3 separate regions of the Mus musculus genome follow, and all the other regions are linked to region 3. Evidence: chromatin contacts called from public promoter capture Hi-C data. All regions are on one chromosome and are shown on one strand. The core of a region is the stretch at or near the end of the contact, and the rest is flanking DNA. Distances in the headings are between cores, read along the strand shown. Region 1 holds the start of Mccc2 (methylcrotonoyl-Coenzyme A carboxylase 2 (beta)). Region 2 holds the start of Cenph (centromere protein H). Region 3 overlaps Tnpo1 (transportin 1).

What was found. Promoter capture Hi-C pulls out the DNA fragments that hold promoters and counts their contacts.
Region 1: a promoter capture Hi-C map of the C10 cell line shows a contact between it and region 3, with 11 times the contacts expected there. The contact joins the promoter of Mccc2 here to the enhancer-like site in region 3. A contact is called at or near these places in 12 of 39 promoter capture datasets (the C10 cell line, the HPC-7 cell line, cranial neural crest and 6 more), 1 of 484 Hi-C or Micro-C datasets (pre-B cells) and 3 of 115 datasets of contacts at active chromatin or transcription factors (astrocytes, large pre-B cells and stem cell-derived neural progenitor cells).
Region 2: a promoter capture Hi-C map of cranial neural crest shows a contact between it and region 3. The contact joins the promoter of Cenph here to the enhancer-like site in region 3. A contact is called at or near these places in 4 of 39 promoter capture datasets (the C10 cell line, cranial neural crest, embryonic stem cells and 1 more) and 1 of 9 other capture datasets (liver).

The regions. Positions count from the first base shown.
Region 1 is chr13:100,014,272-100,016,971 of GRCm38.p6, reverse strand. Mccc2 (methylcrotonoyl-Coenzyme A carboxylase 2 (beta)) reads left to right here and starts at 1,333. Exons shown (of 17, transcript NM_030026.2): 1 at 1,333-1,586. The coding sequence starts at 1,458.
Region 2 is chr13:100,774,633-100,777,332 of GRCm38.p6, reverse strand. Cenph (centromere protein H) reads left to right here and starts at 1,434. Exons shown (of 9, transcript NM_021886.2): 1 at 1,434-1,646. The coding sequence starts at 1,531.
Region 3 is chr13:98,844,054-98,846,753 of GRCm38.p6, reverse strand. Tnpo1 (transportin 1) reads left to right here. Exons shown (of 24, transcript NM_178716.3): 23 at 191-333; 24 at 2,134-2,700. The coding sequence ends at 298. Among named protein-coding and RNA genes, the nearest start is that of Gm34995, 29 kb to the right of the region's middle. Within about 2 kb of position 1,348, at least 7 of the 459 cell types and tissues checked have an H3K27ac peak or open chromatin away from gene starts, as enhancers often do.

The DNA of each region.
Region 1 (2,700 bases), core at 84-2,583, 1.2 Mb before region 3:
ATGCTCTGCTTTGGTTTGTTTTCTTTTACATTTCTTGGATGCCATGTGAATCTTTAAGTTATTTTCCACATTACAAGATCTTATTTGGGGTCGGCTTGTAGCAAGATAGAATGCTTATGTCATGGTGAACTCACTTTGATTTGACTTAGGCCTTCGTTTTTCTTAGATTTTAAAAAAGCTGGCCATTTCTGGAGCTAGGGAGGGCTCAGTGGGTAAAAGCACTGGGTTGAGCAGGGGCAGAAGGATCAGAGGTTTCTAGCTGCACACCTCGCTGCAAGTTCAGTGAGAGACTTGGTTTCAAAGGAATAAGGCAGAGTAATGGCTTGATACTGACATTCTCCAGCTTCCATGTGTCCATGTGTGCTTCTGTACACACACCGTACCCACGTCTGTACACACAAAGTGCCACTCCTTCTAAATTAGCACCATTTAATATAGTAGGCATGTTTCACCTACTCTCTCTCTCCTCTGTGTGCATGTGCGCGCGCGCACACACACACACACCTAGAGCCTTTTGCATTCTAGGCAAGCGTTCTACCACTCAGCCCAACACTATTTGTATGATGACATTGTCTTCAAGATTCATGTTAAAACAGTTGGTTTCAGACAATGTCTCATTTTGTTGCCCACCCTAGCCTCTAAATTCTTCACTTAGTAGTCTGTGGACTCTTCACTTAGTAAGCTACAGAAACTTTGACAAGCCTTCTATCAATTGGTTTACCATAGTTTTCTGTGGGTCGGGCTTCTTTCTTGAAGCTGCAGAGTGGTAGAGTCTATGGTCCCCAAGGGAGACAGAGCGACCAAGCCTGGCTCCCATCTTAGTTATGTGTTTCTACCCAATCTGGCTTTTATTCGGGTGCTATTCTCCTACAGCATCTTTCCTCCTAGGGCACAGCCGACCCTCTCCTTAGCCTGTTCATCTTTCTGATGCTCCTGGCGCTTTTACTTTGCTCATGCTGTAGTAACACGTAAGCATTCAATAAAGTGTGCGAGTCAAAACAAAACAAAACAACACTAAGGCACTTCGCAGAGTGTTTTTAATCCTTATTGGTGTGAAGATCCCAGTACTGATGTCTACAATCTGTCACATTCTAAAAATGATCAGGTGTGCTGAAGCTCTGCAGTACATGGGCTAGAGGCGGGTGCATGCTTGTGACAAACGCTTCGGCAGGACAGCAGCCACTTATCTGTTCGCTCTACTCGGCCCAGTGTTCCTGGGCTCGCGATGGAACCTGGACTCGCGCAGCTGCTCTTCTGCGCCTCATTGGCGGAGTAGAGAGGCGTGGCGCGCAGCGCCGACCAATTGGAGGTGGTCTGCGATGGCACGTGTGCGGGGCTGGCCTGGGAGCTGATGGACCAGGGCTGGTGCTGCAAGGACTCTGGAGGAGCAGCCCCCAGGAGCTGCAGAACCGAGCTGCAGGGCCGCTCTCTTTCTCTTTTGGGTGTTTGCCATCGCCATGTGGGGCGCGCTGAGGTCAGCTCTGCGACCGTGCTGTCGGGCTGCTGTACCCCCGCAGCGTGCCTATCACGGGGACTCAGTGGCCCGACTGGGCACCCAGCCTGACTCGGCCTCCTCCACCTACCAGGTAGGTTGAGCGAGCGTCCTGGAGGCCTGTTCGCCTTCCTGCCCCGGAGTCATCGGAGGCCAGAGGGTGGGCATGCTTGGATCTCTGCTGTTCTTTCCTTTGCAGCTTCAGGCGTCATTCTGGGACTCAGTAGGGTCCTGTGAAGTTTGCAGAAGGAAGTCGTTCCAGTGAGATTTTAGTTCACTTTTAGGACTGGTACTGGCATTTTGTGTCACTCAAATCAGTGGTTCTCAAAACCCCACAAAGCATTGTCGCTTGGACAACTTACAAATGCCCGAGACCGGTTTGGCAACTTTGTAATCACGAAGTTGTGGTCCTCGTGTTTGCATGGCTGGGTATATTCTTTAGCGGTCTTGTGGCAGCCACCTTTAGGAACTACCATAGCACGATAGTTTACACTCTTCCGCTTAATAGTTATATTAACAATACACAGCTCACAATGTCTTTACATAGCTTTTCTTGGGACTGAGTGGCTTCCCCTGGCCAAAGAAGCAACTCATAATTTGTGAAGTATCAAAGCTGGAACATTTAAATCTGTTTCATGGCCTCTACAGATAACGTCTGAATTATTCATAGAACCAGCAGTTATTTGCCAGGGAAGAAGTTAACTTAGTTAAGCACTAAGTTGTTTGTGCGGTATTTTAAGTATTTGGCCTGGATGTGTAGGAATGAAAGTCATTTGGGGCTGGGAAACGTTAACTAGAAATCAGATAGCTGTGCGGCTGTGTGGTAAGAGGTGTCCTAGCCCTGAAGGGCTGAAGGCACCTAGAGCACACAGAGCAGAAGCAGGTGGATCTTTGTGAGGTTCGGTCCACCTTGATCAACAAAGCCAGTTCCTGGACAGCCAAAGTTACAAAATAACTTCTCAAAAAAACTACCACCACCACTACAACAAAATACAACTACTATATACTAATTGTACAAAGTAATAAATACACTTCACTATATGTACATACATGACTCTCTTATCTCCTCTCCACTCTTTTGCTGTCTCCTTTTCTCTTTCCAAGTAGTCCTTATACTTTCATGTCCCTAAATTGTACATCTAACCTAGATTCTGCATGTGAGAGAAAATGTGGTATTTGTTTCCCTGCCTCCCTACTGTGATGATCTC
Region 2 (2,700 bases), core at 185-2,684, 1.9 Mb before region 3:
ATGGTGGCTCACAACCACCTGTAATGAGGTCTGACACCTTCTGGTTCGACTGAAGATCTGGTTCAACTGAAGACAGCTACAGTGTACTTATTTATAATAGTAAATCTTTGGGGCTGGAGCAAGCAGGGACTGAGTGAGGGGTGGGGGCTGACTGGAGTGAGCAGAGGTCCTAAACTGATTTCCCAACAACCAGATGAAGGCTCACAACTATCTGTACAGCTACGGTGTACTCATATACATAAATAAATGAATCTTTAAAAAGACAAATGGCAGCTGTAGTACTTTGATAACAGGACTGTGTTAACAATAAGCATGGTATGATCAACTTGGACAAAAGCTATGAAGGACCACAGCCCTCCCCTTCAAAGAGCTGCTGTTTTGTTTGTTCTGCAAGGACTTATCCCTCAAGTGACCACGCAAGGCTCATGTACAGCATTTTCGCCTCTCAACGTCAAGGCTCAAGTGTCAAGTCAGCGACACTGGGGGCACCCAATTCTCAACGTGATTTCTAATCCCAACCCTCTGACAGGATCTTGACATGTTCTCTGTCTCATACTCACTGTGTATCCTAGGCTGGCCTCGAACTCATCACATTTTTGCCCAACCTCCTGCTCTAGGATTGCAGATACCCTTTCCAGTTTCTGATAGAATTTTCACTGATAGTCGGATGGAGTACCCGTGCCAGGAACTGAAAGGGCGTGTTAGTGGCATGGTAAAGTCTGGAGAGCATGTGCCAGCACTGCCTCCTGGTTGAGGCATTCATTTCTCCACTAAACTAAAGGTATGGCCCTCAGGAGTTATAATAGGGACCCCAGATCTGTTCTCGGAACAGCAAGAAAGCCTTTCAATATAATATTGCAGGTTCACAGTACTTGGAGGATTGATAGTCCAAGATCGGCTTTGGCTGCATGAGACCCTTTCTCAAAGTGAGAGTAGAAGCTAGAGAGATGATTCAGCGGTTAAGAGCACTGGCTCTTTGGAGGACCCAGGCTCGATTCCTAACCCCCACATCAAGTGGCTTACAACTGCGTGTAACTCCAGTTCTGGAGGGAATTTGATGCAGGGCAAACCCATTCTCCAAACCCTGACCTGGAGTGTAATAATAGGGGCAATAATAGCGCCAGCCAGGACGACTGTTGACATCTGTTTAAGCACTAAGTTTTACCCCTCCGGGCCACGCTAAAGATACAGTTTAAGTTATATCCTAAGTTTTCTCAAGACACTAGGCATGCTAGGTAAGAGTTCTACCACTGAGCCCCGTCTCCATCTATCCCTACCCACAGGCTTCGATGGCCTGTGTTGGTGAAAGTCTTAGCTAGAGGAATAGAATCAATTGTGGAAAGAAGCCTCAGAAAAGGAACGCAGCACGGTAACCACGGCAACCCGCTGCAAGGGGAGAAGCAGAAGGAGGGACTCAGGGCGGAAGGGGCGGGACCCTTCCGGAAGGGTAGGAACTTCCGGAAACCAATTTCGTGGCGGGAAGAACTGCTGGGTTATTTTCTGTGGCGTTCAAACCTGCGGGCCTTTGCAATGGAGGAGCAGCCGCGGGAGAGGTCTGAGGCCGGGGCTGAGGCCTGCGAAGAGAAGCGGGGTCTGTCGCAGGCCGCGGAGGAGCGTATCGAGGACCGTATCAGCCTGCTGCTCAGGTGCTCCCGGCGGGCATCCGCCCCCACTCGGGAGGCTCAGGGTTCCTATTCAGGTTCCCTGGCTGATTTAGGGCTCCGAAGCTTGCGGCACCATCAGTTTCACCGCTTTAGGCCTGTCAGTGGGGAAGAGAGCCGCAAAAGATGCCCTCCGCGCAGAGAGGCTAGTGGGCTGGGGTGGGACATTCTGCAGGAGGACGTGGCGCTGTGCCCGTCTTGAGCCAGGCTTGCGACCCGGCCTCCGGTGCTGTCTTGCCACTGTGGTCCGGGCTGGCTGAGCAGTACCTACCGCCAAGTTACAGGACACAGTCCACCTTGAGGACCAAGACCCTTTGCTGACCAGAAGCTTCGGTTGTTTATCGTCCTACCAGGACGATGATGCTCCCCAGTCAGCAGTTTTTAGAGAAAATTTGGCGGCCAGAAACTTTAGTCTAAGGCCTGGACCAAGTTTATCCTACTGCCTATGGTGAACTCTTCAAGCTAAGAAAAGCAGCGTCTGGTGTATGCGTAGCAAGAGCCATACAGCTCAACTACAGCATAGTTTTTCCGTATTTAAATAGAGATAGGAGCCAAACATTTTGTAATGCATGAAATCTAAATGTTAGTGTTCATACAGCTTATTGGGACACAGGTTTCTGGTACAGGGTCAGAGTTACATAGTTAAAACAGGCTATATGACTGCCAAGTCCTAAATTATTTGCTGTGTGGTTCTTTGCAGAAAAAAAAATTTAACAGGTTTTTTGCAGACCTTTAAAATGCATAACAAAGGGTTGGAGAGTTGGCTCAGTGGTTAAAGAACTTGGACTGCTCTTCCAGAGGTCACATGGTGGCTCACAACCATCTGCAGTGGGGTCTGATACCCTCTTCTGGTGTGTCTGAAGAAAGCAATGGTGTACTCATATACATAAAATAAATACATCTAAAAATTTTTTTAAAACTCATAACAGACTTGTTTTGAATTTTTGAGACAGGGTCTTGCTGTGAAACACTGGCAGCCTATAGCTGGGTGGCGGTGGCGCACGCCTTTAATCCCAGCATTTGGGAGGCAGAGGCTCGG
Region 3 (2,700 bases), core at 99-2,598:
TAAACTTAAAGCATGGAGGTGGTTTTGGTGAAGTCATACGGTATAGAGAGTTTAATTAACAGGGTTTGAGAATTAATACCTTGAAATGTTTAAAAGTCATAATTAACATCAATAATGTTTGACTCCTAAAGCTATATAGATCTGAGGTTTTATCTTTATTAATAAGTTAATAGCTTGTCACTCTTTGCAGATCCTTCATGGATTTAAAAACCAAGTTGGGGATGAAAATTGGAGGCGATTCTCTGACCAGTTTCCTCTTCCCTTAAAAGAGCGTCTTGCAGCTTTTTATGGTGTTTAATCTAATACACTTAAGCTGCAGTCCCAAAACTAGGGGTAAGTTACAAGTTTTAGAAATGTTCAGAGTGAAAGACTAATAGTGTGGTCAAATAATGCTCATACCCACACACACTCTCTTAACAGAGATCCTGGTTGGTACACTAGTTTGATATCTACATTAGTTTACTCTTCTCACTCTCTTTCTGTACAAGAGCGGTTAGTCACGGTGGTGGGGAGCAGTGGCAAAAGTGGTTCATTTTTGAAGCCTTAACTTTATAATTTTACACATGGCAAGGGCAAGAGGCTTTATGTTATAACCTTTAAGGAAACACATTTAACATTGAAACTGAATTCTGGGAGTAGATGATGTTTTACACCCTTGTGTCAGGCACCCACATTCTTTCAAAGTTGTTCATGGAAGACTGGGTTTGAAGAAGTCCAGAGCCAAGTGCTTTGGGTGTTTGCTCTAGATAATCTCTGTTCACAACTCCAGACTAAGCTGTTCTTGCTTAGCTACGGTTCCCTTGGTGAGTTGTGCTGAGAGTGAAACTGTGGGCATAGTGACAGAGCTTGGTGTGTTTGCCTTGCACACTATTTAGACCAGTACAGTGAGCTCAACCTGAACACAACCTGAGACCTATCTGAAAGCCAAAGGACACACTAAATGTGTAAAAATGTGGATTTTACTAAATTGTAGTACCCTGTACATCACAAGGGTTGGGATTGTTTCATTTTGGTTTTTGCTAGCTGCTTGTTAAGTCTGAGCCAGAAAGATTCATTACCTGAGTTACCTAGCCTAGCAGGGAGTAGAAATCAGTTTGTAGCCTCAGACTCTCTAGGCCCTCTGTGATGTTCACTTCAGTGAAGAGCCCTCGGTGTCAGCATTTGCTTTCTCTGATCCTAAGAATGCACTGGGGTGGGGGTGGGGGGGTGACTTAGCTCTGAAGAGGCAGTCTTGGTAGTGTGTCTCTTTGGTGTCTCTTTGGTGCCACCACCAACTAAGGTTAACTGATGATCCTGCTTCTGGATCAGGTAGAAAATAATTGTTTCCTAGTTAGATTTAAGAGTGCCACGGTGGCCTTTATTCTTGCTACTTTGTGTTCCCATTTAAAAGCAGGAGAATAGGGGCTGGTTGTTACTTCACTGGTGGGTTAATTAACCACTGTGAATTCATTCAAACATTTACCAAGTGTTCAAAGTTTGATTGTTTTTTTTTTTTGTGAAAGGACCATTGTCAGACATTGGTTTAACCAGCTTAGTAGTGTTGATTTCTTAGGTCTATCTTCACATTGAACTGTGTTAGTAATTTTAAAACTTCACATCAGCAACATGAGATTGCCTGAGAATATAGAAAATAAGCACATTAAGTAGTTGAAAGGAGAACTAATTAAGAACATCAAGAAAATGGGTGTGTGTTTTATTTCTGGACATTACTACTTTCTGACCCTAGTAGGGTAAAATTAGAATTTGTTTCCTTAGACATTGGATAAAAAGGAAAGTGACTATCTTAAATTAAGATTTTATTTTTTAAGAAAGTAAAGTGGCATTATGCAGGAAATGTTCAGTTTGAATTTAGGGCCATTCTGCTAAAAGAGGTAAAGATAAGTAGCATGCAAGGCAGGATTCATTATATGAAGCATTAGACTCTGTATGTTCCCAATGTGGGTTTGCCTTCCTTCATATCTGATGCAGACTGTCCAGAGTCTCAGAAGAACATAGCATGATCTTAGTCAATTTGCCCATTTTCTTATTTTCTCTATTGCTAGAGATAGAATTGTTATTGGACTGGATTTATGCTCCATTGGCTCTGAAACAGAGGAAGGTATTAAAGATGAACTTGGTTTTGTTTTTTTGCAGGTCCGTCAGTCTTGGAGACTATGGGAGCCTCTGCACCCAGGGAAAATGTTACCCTTTACAGGGGGGAAGGGTAAACCAGTAGGGAATACAGTACAATCCCAACCCTACTGGGAGGGGCGGGAGGGAGGTGTTGCCGTCACTGTACTAAGTCGATGTTGGGAAATGTTTTAACATCTGGAGCCTTTGTGGGTGGAAATCTGTCTCCAATTACAACTCTGCACTGGATGTGAAGAAGCAAAAACTATTCCGTCTACTCACAGAACAGTACTTTCTGGAATATTATGGGGGATTGTACCAAAACAAGAACCACTTAAACAATGCCTAGGGAATGATAAGGAGGAGGAAAATCCCAGGTCCACAGCAAAGGACACCTAAGAGTGGGAGGCTGCAGCAGTAAGGTGGCTTTTTATCAAAGGTTTTTATATAAATTTCCCACGTTACGGGGCCTTGTTTTGCATGCTGATGAAGAACTACTTAAAACTAACAGTTAAAATCAGCTTGCCTCCCCTAGTAGAAGCAGGTTCTTGGAAGTTACAATTTAAGGTACCCCCAAAAAGTTGGAAATAA